Linked DNA regions of Mus musculus: region 2 is linked to region 1. The links are chromatin contacts, called in public capture Hi-C maps. All regions are on one chromosome and are shown on one strand. Each heading gives the region's core, a stretch centred on a gene start, on an enhancer-like site or on the middle of the called end of the contact. The rest is flanking DNA. Distances are from core to core; before and after follow the strand shown. Region 1 overlaps Lrpprc (leucine-rich PPR-motif containing). Region 2 overlaps Camkmt (calmodulin-lysine N-methyltransferase).

Evidence for each region. Capture Hi-C pulls out chosen DNA fragments and counts their contacts.
Region 2: a contact with region 1 is called in a capture Hi-C map of embryonic stem cells, with 3 times the contacts expected there. The contact joins two enhancer-like sites. A contact is called at or near these places in 1 of 39 promoter capture datasets (embryonic stem cells), 3 of 115 datasets of contacts at active chromatin or transcription factors (embryonic basal ganglia, embryonic stem cells and neural tube) and 1 of 9 other capture datasets (embryonic stem cells).

Annotation. Positions count from the first base shown.
Region 1 is chr17:84,719,632-84,723,073 of GRCm38.p6, forward strand. It overlaps Lrpprc (leucine-rich PPR-motif containing), which reads right to left. Exons shown (of 38, transcript NM_028233.2): 30 at 3,066-3,192. Among named protein-coding and RNA genes, the nearest start is that of Abcg8, 38 kb to the left of the region's middle. Within about 2 kb of position 1,345, at least 9 of the 459 cell types and tissues checked have an H3K27ac peak or open chromatin away from gene starts, as enhancers often do. A contact at or near this core is called in embryonic stem cells, where this site is marked.
Region 2 is chr17:85,099,695-85,103,423 of GRCm38.p6, forward strand. The region is part of intron 2 of Camkmt (calmodulin-lysine N-methyltransferase); the gene reads left to right. Among named protein-coding and RNA genes, the nearest start is that of Camkmt, 11 kb to the left of the region's middle. Within about 2 kb of position 2,222, at least 12 of the 459 cell types and tissues checked have an H3K27ac peak or open chromatin away from gene starts, as enhancers often do. A contact at or near this core is called in embryonic stem cells, where this site is marked.

The DNA.
Region 1 (3,442 bases), core at 95-2,594:
TAGCACAATCAACAAGTATTTTCTACTCTGATACTGACTGATATAGAACTGGGAGGGGGAGAGACAGCCAGGAATGAATCCAAAGACATTAACATGACATACGTTCAGTAACACAATTAGCTGGATAATTCAAATAGTTCCATTGCAGGAACAGTTCTACAACTTGCTCTGTAGACCAAGCTGGCCCTGAACTCACAGAGATCTGCCTTCTGAATGCTATGATTAAAGGAATGGTCCACCAACTGGACCTTTGCAAGAAAGGCTTCAAGTTACAATCCTATATAATGATGAAAAACATTTTAATGGCTCAAGGCTAAAGCCTGTCCTAGGGTTTCTATTGCTACAACAAAACTCCATGACCAAAAAGTTGGGAAGGTAAGGGTTTGTTTGGATTACACTTTTACATTACTGTTCTCCATTGAGGGAAGTCAGAGCAGGAACTCAAACAGGGCAGGAATCTGGAGGCAGGAGCTGATGCAGAGGCCATGGAGGATGCTGTTTACTGGCTTGCTCACATGACTTGCTTAGCCTGCTTTCATATAGAACACAGGACCACCAGCCCAGGGATGACACCACCCATTATGGTCTGGGTCTGGCCCCACTAATCACTAATTGAGAAAATGCCTTACAGCTGGATCTCATGGAGGCATTTCCTCACCCGAGGCTCTTTCCTCTCTAACAATTCTAGCTTACATCAAAAACCAGCCAGTATCAATTCCCCTGTTGATTCTCTGGGGTCCACATAGCTACATAGGGAAAGCAGCTATAGAATAATCCTTGTAGGATATTGTTGAGGTAAATCTCCAGCCCAAATCTCCCCTGGCAATGAAAACAGGACTCAATTAATATGAATACATGCTGTGCGCCTAGGTTGGGCATATTTACCACTACACTACCATCTTCCACATCTATGAGACCCCTTAAAATTTGTGGTTTCTCCAGGTCATGTGCTTCTACTTGGCTTTTCTTCTTTCATCTTCTCCTTCCTCTTCCTCTTCCTCCTCCTTCTTTGTCCTCCTCCTCCTCCTCCTCTGCATCCTCTCCCTCTTCCATTTTTCTCCTTCTCTCTCACCACCTTCAGCTCCACCTTCCCTTTTATCTACCCAATCATCAGCTCTCCTTTATTTTACAAATTAAGGTGGGAAGCAGGTTTACAGGAAACACCTGGGTGCTGAGTCATTTTTTTGTTCACAACCACTCACAAGAGAACAGAATTAACATCAAATATAATTAGCCCCAGGGCTATTCACAACAGGCTATCACAGCTGGAATATAAGCACTGTGAAGTATACAGGGAATCTTATCTGTGGAGTCTAAAAAACTGAGCAGCAGAGAGCAGCTGGAGGTTGCCAGGGAAGAGAGAGGAAGTGGAGAGATGATGGCTCTGGAGTACTAGCGAGTCAGGTAGGTTCTGGAGTCCTACCCAGCAGTGCCTACAGTTGTACATCATCAGTGCAATTACACATCCTCAGAAAACCCAACAATGATAGCAACGATGGTGATAAAAACGGTGGGAGGAAACTCTGGATGGTGATGGATATGTTTACGGCCTTGATGCTGGCGCTGGTTTCACTGGTATACACTTATCCCCAAAGTTAATGAGATGTATACATTAAATATGTATCTTTTAATATGTCAATCATATTGTAGAAAGGCCTCATAAAAACCTAGAGGAAAGAAAGAATATGAGCCTGTATTTACAGGCTGTGGTGAAAGGAGAATAAGAGCTATGCTTCTAACCATTCAGGTCAGCTTTGTCTCAGATCAAAACCCACGGCAGAACTCCAGAAATGGCTCACAGTAGTGATACTTGAGAAAACCCATACACAAACACACTCAATGAAAATCAATATTCCATGACATGATCTTTATCTACTTGAAGTGCTTTGGTATTTTCAAGGCTAGTTCATTTAAGAAATGGTTCATTCTGCCCCACTAAATAGTGGCACCTACAGTTTGAAACTATGCTAGCTAGGTCAGCAGCCTTCTGAGAGGTATGCATAGCACTGAGCATCATAGGAAGCAGGGTGTCATGAAACACACAAGATATACAGTACAAGTGGCCATGAGGGAATGCTATCAAAGAATCTGAGGCCCATGACTTATCTGTTATCTCAGTCAGAACCTTAGCTCTGATGGCTCAGTCAATGCAGGGCTCAGCATACACAAGCCCAATCAAGGAGTTTTTGTGTAGTAAGCGGTATGCATGAGTGTGTGTCTGCATATACACACAGATATGCATGTGCACACCCATGTGTATGTAAATTCCTCAATTGCTCTCCACCTCACTTATTGAAAGCAGGGTCTCTTGTTGAACTTGGAGTCCATCAATGACAGCTCTTACCTTGTCCAGCTTCAGTGTAGGTTCTGGGATCTGAACCCTTGTCTTCATGCTTGCATAGCAAGGACCTGACCACTGAGTCCCCTCCGCAGCCCCAGGGTGAAGGAGACCATTATGCTCTACTCTGGGGAACTCTTTGGCGTATTTGTGACCAGCACTCAGGATTAAATGGCCTTTGACGTCTTACATTTTCCTCCCTAACAATTTAAGTTCCCTACTTGTACTCCTTAACATGGAACTCTCTTCTGTTTTCTGCCTCCCTGTCTTTCCAAATCACTTATTTCAGAGCACCTTGGCTATGTACAGTAAGATGGAGTTCCACAATGATTTTCTGAAAAAGTAAATTAATCCGCATCCCACACCACTGAGGTTAGAGCCGACAAGACACCATTGAAAATGTTTTCAGGCATTAATTGAAGTGTAAATAAGGTCTGAAAAAATGCGCAAGTCAGAGTACATTAAATAGGTTCAGGGTCCAAATGTGACTGTTGGTGTCAAAACACACACATGGACCAGGCATGGTGGCAAACATGCCTGTTATCCCAGCACTCGAGAGGCCGAGGACGGCTACAAGTTTGAGGCCAGCCTGGAAAACAGCGAGACCTGCTTTAAACAAATAACTCATAAAATTAAGCAACTTTTCACGTTACTTTTCTGGGCATCTGAGACGTCTCAGCTTGTATTCCTTTAAAGTGAGGGTTTCTACAGACAAACAGATACTCACAAATCCTTCACGTGCATTGCTTGGGTGAAGTCGTCCTTACTCAGCAGCAAGCCTATCAAGGTGCTATAAGTTTCACTGCTAAATACAACGTTTTGCTTTTCGGCTTTAAGGAAGATATTATATGCATCTATAAGAGAGAAAAAGATAAAAAATGGAGACAATATTATTCTGAACTAGCAAAACAAAAAGTCCCAAAATATATTCCTGTCCACGGTTGCCAATCCTTGGAGACAGGCAGTGAGCGCCCCAGTGTGCTCCCAGCTCCCAAGACAAACCACCGAAAAGAAAAGGGCTTCTTTTCCAAATTATTTTTTATACTTGCTTTGAGTCAACAGATTATGTTCCTCCTAATAAAAATGAAAATCAGCTCTTCTAAA
Region 2 (3,729 bases), core at 972-3,471, 380 kb after region 1:
CTCACTATGTATCCCTGGCTGTCCATACAGTTAAAGATCCACCTACAGAATTCTGCCTCCCAGAATTTTTAAAGTTTGTCAAATACAACATTATGGAATGATTGGAGGGAAAAGAGATGAATAATTTTAGGTAAATTCGAACCAACAAATGTTTACTAGTATCTTGTATATAAATATAAGGTATGCTTTCCCTCAGGGAGCTAAATATGAGAAATGAAAGAGTAACTAGAAAGAAGGACAGTTAAGTAAGTGACCTGAGAGCTCTCTCCGTGTGGCCCACGGCTGATTCCCAAATTCAGTTAAAAACTTGACATGCATCCCCTTAAAAGCACTTTTGGAAAGCACCGAGGGGCAGGGCTTTAGACTGGATCTGGATGCAATAGAAGGTTCTGGAGAAAGGGAGAAACCATTCCTGATGAGAACAGGGCCGTCATGAAATAGCATGAAAACGTGCAAGGCAGAAGGATCAGGGGCGACTGAGAAGCCAGCTCCATCTCTAGAGAGAGTCCTGAAGGCTGCTTGGTTGTTTTGCTTTAGGGTCCAGGAGTAAACCACAGGAAGACTGATCTAAGTCAGACAGGGAGTAGGCACACACTCCAGGACTGACCTCTCAGGGCCGCAGGACAGACTCAGGAGCTGAATCCTACAGAGCTTTTAAGCCTTACCTTACCCTGCTCTCATTGGTTGGGATATTCACCTGAGGGAAGGGACTTGCCTTGCCCAATACTCATGTCTTAACTTGTCTTCCAGGATGGGACTTGTCTAACATCCATGTCCTCACTTGCCAACCAGGTGTCAGTTGCTCATGTACATGTCTTTCTGCCGAGTAGGATGACAATTCCCTGGGAAATCTTGGGAACTTAAACTTTACTTGACCCCTACTCAGTATGAAAGTCTTATACGAAAGACTTCTTATATTGGTGCAGGTGTCTCTCTTACGCTGGGGCCCATCCCAGAGGCAGCTTAGAAAGGCAAAGACCATAAAAGCTCATGCACGGGGGCAGGAAGTTCTGTCTGGCAGTTGGTTTGGGTCCAAGCTTATTGTGGCTAACTGTACAGAGCAGCTCTAACTGACCTCTATTGTGATTGGTTTCCAAGAACACCAAAGCACGGAGCTTAAGAGAATATGCAGTCAACCCAGGCATGAGAAAGTTTCCTAGTAACAGCAGTAACAGCATAAAATGGCTGCCTAGACAGGCAGCAGTTACTCAGGCCTTAACATTATGCACTCCCACAGACCATAAGCATACACCCACTTTCTCTGTCTTGCTCCCCAACACCTAAGAGTCCCCGACACAGCTCAACAGAGGACATGGGGTGATTCTTACTTGTTAGTAGTCCTTGGCATCTGTTGTCCCCACCTCAAACCTTCTTGTACCTTGAATCTAACCCTTTGAAGTTTTATTAGACTCGAAAATAAATAACCCAAAGAGAATAAGTAACTAAATGATTATGAATTTAAAAGTATCTCATGGTTGTTTATTTTACTAAGCTGTATAGATTATAAAATTATATAAAATTAAAACTTCGACTACTACTTTCACTTTGGCTTATGTAATTGTACATAAAATAAAGGGATAATGAGGCTCATAGTAACTTTTCATTAAGAGGAAAATTTACGGCTGTTAGGTCAAAGCTTAGATTGTGAAATCCCCAGGGTCTTTCATCTTTCTTGTGTATTTGAAAGTGGTTGCCTCCTTGAAAATGGTTGAGACTGAGGAATTGAAGTAAGGGTACTATTCCTACTTTATTGCTTAAAAAGTCTTGTTTTTCTGGTGTTTTGTTTCTTAGAACTTTACAGACCCAGCTCTTGCTATTAGTTAAATGCATGCAGAAACCCGTGGTAGACCAGAACATCTTTTCACTAAAACTTTTACTAAAATTTGCCTCCACTCTACATTATAAGCTCTGATTTACTATTGCATAGAACTTACTGTGTACAGTCTAGATATTGTTTCCGTACCTTATTTTTTAACATAATTTCCCCATGGCTAAATTGAAATATTTTGGAAGCTTTAAATGCTTCCATTATATGTGGAGCCATACATGCCAGAGTTATTAATTTATAATTGCATATGTATCCCATTATATGTGGACCCATGCATACCAGAGTTACTAATTTATAAATGAATGCAGTCTTAAGAAAAGCATAGGCTGAGAGGCCTGACCCATCCTTTTGTCTTTGAATCTGACTACTGTTGCCATGGTAATTGCTGAATTAGAATGCCAGCACTTGACTTTTGGCTTGTCCGAGAAGTGTAGGGTGGGCAGGAAGTCAAGACTGTGGCTTTGTTGCTTTGTGAGTACAATCAGTGCACCCCCACAAAGTCATGCATTGCTTCTCCGGGAAAGGAAAAGACAAATCAAACCATTGCACCACTGAGCTTAGCACGCGCCTTCCGAGTGCTCAGTCAGATCTGGTGACAGGAACGACGTGTTCAGGAAATTAAATGTATGGCGGATCATCCGTACATACACACTGCATATTATAGGTACCTATTTCAATAAGCATTTCCCTTTGAAACTGTAGTATTTTGGTAGATGTGAAGTGACATTTCAATGCGGCTATAATTTGCATTTCCCAATGATGATTTCAGGGGTTCTACCCAGTGCTGAGAGCAGAAGCAGGAGAAAGCTGTAAGTTGGGGCATGGTGACTATGAATAAAATACATTAATATACATGTAAGGTACTGCATAATGAAACCCATTATTTTATGCACTAACTACAAATTTCATTTTAAAACTGGCAAGGCAGGGGCTGGAGAGATGTCTCAGAACTTAAGAGCACACCAGCTGCTCTTCCAGAGGACCTGAGTTCTATTCCCAGCAGTCAATGTTATCTCAAAACCTTCTATAATAGGGTCTGATGCCTCTTCTGGTATGCAGATGTACATGCAGACAAGGTACCCATATACATAAAATACCTAAACAAATACATCTTACAAAAATAACAAAGTGGTTAAAGAAGCGAGGCTGGCAACTGAACAAATAGGATTACTGAATTTATTTAAATACATAGTTTTTTAAATTAAAGATTTATTTATTCTCTTATGTATGAGTACACTGTCACTGTCTTCAGACACACCAGAAGAGGGCATCAGATCCCATTACAGATGGTTGTGAGTCACCATGTGGTTGCTGGGAATTGAACTCAGGACCTTTGGAAGAGCAGTCAGTGCTCTTAACTGCTAAGCCATCTCTCCAGCCCTTAAATACATAGTTTTAATACTAGGAATGGAATTAATAAGAGGTACTAAACAGCTTTTAATTTTTTTTATTTTAAAAAGTCTTTATAAAACTCAAGTCCATTGAGTCCTGATTTCATGTAACGTCATAGATCTTGGCTAATTATGACTTTAATTTACTTTATCTTGTGATTATTTATATTGTTTGCTCACATATAAATATATTCAGTTTCAGTAAATACAAATGGTCCCTGGAATATTTTTTCAAACTTATCTACATTCCATGTAGATATTATCTGCTGAGTTCTTATTCTGTAGATGAGACTTTAAAAGCCTCTTAGATACGAAAAAGCTTCAAAGTAAGTTGCATCTACAGCCTGTTGTCGAGCATTTTCCTTCTGAAAGCCTCTGCTTTTTTTATTCTTCTAAGTCTTTTGGGGCACATTTCACTTTGTAGTTTATTTATTCTGCCTTTTAAAAGCAAAGTTTTTGTTAATCATAAGGTAAAATCAGGGTTCCCGTGCAGTCCTCTGCCCTTCCTTA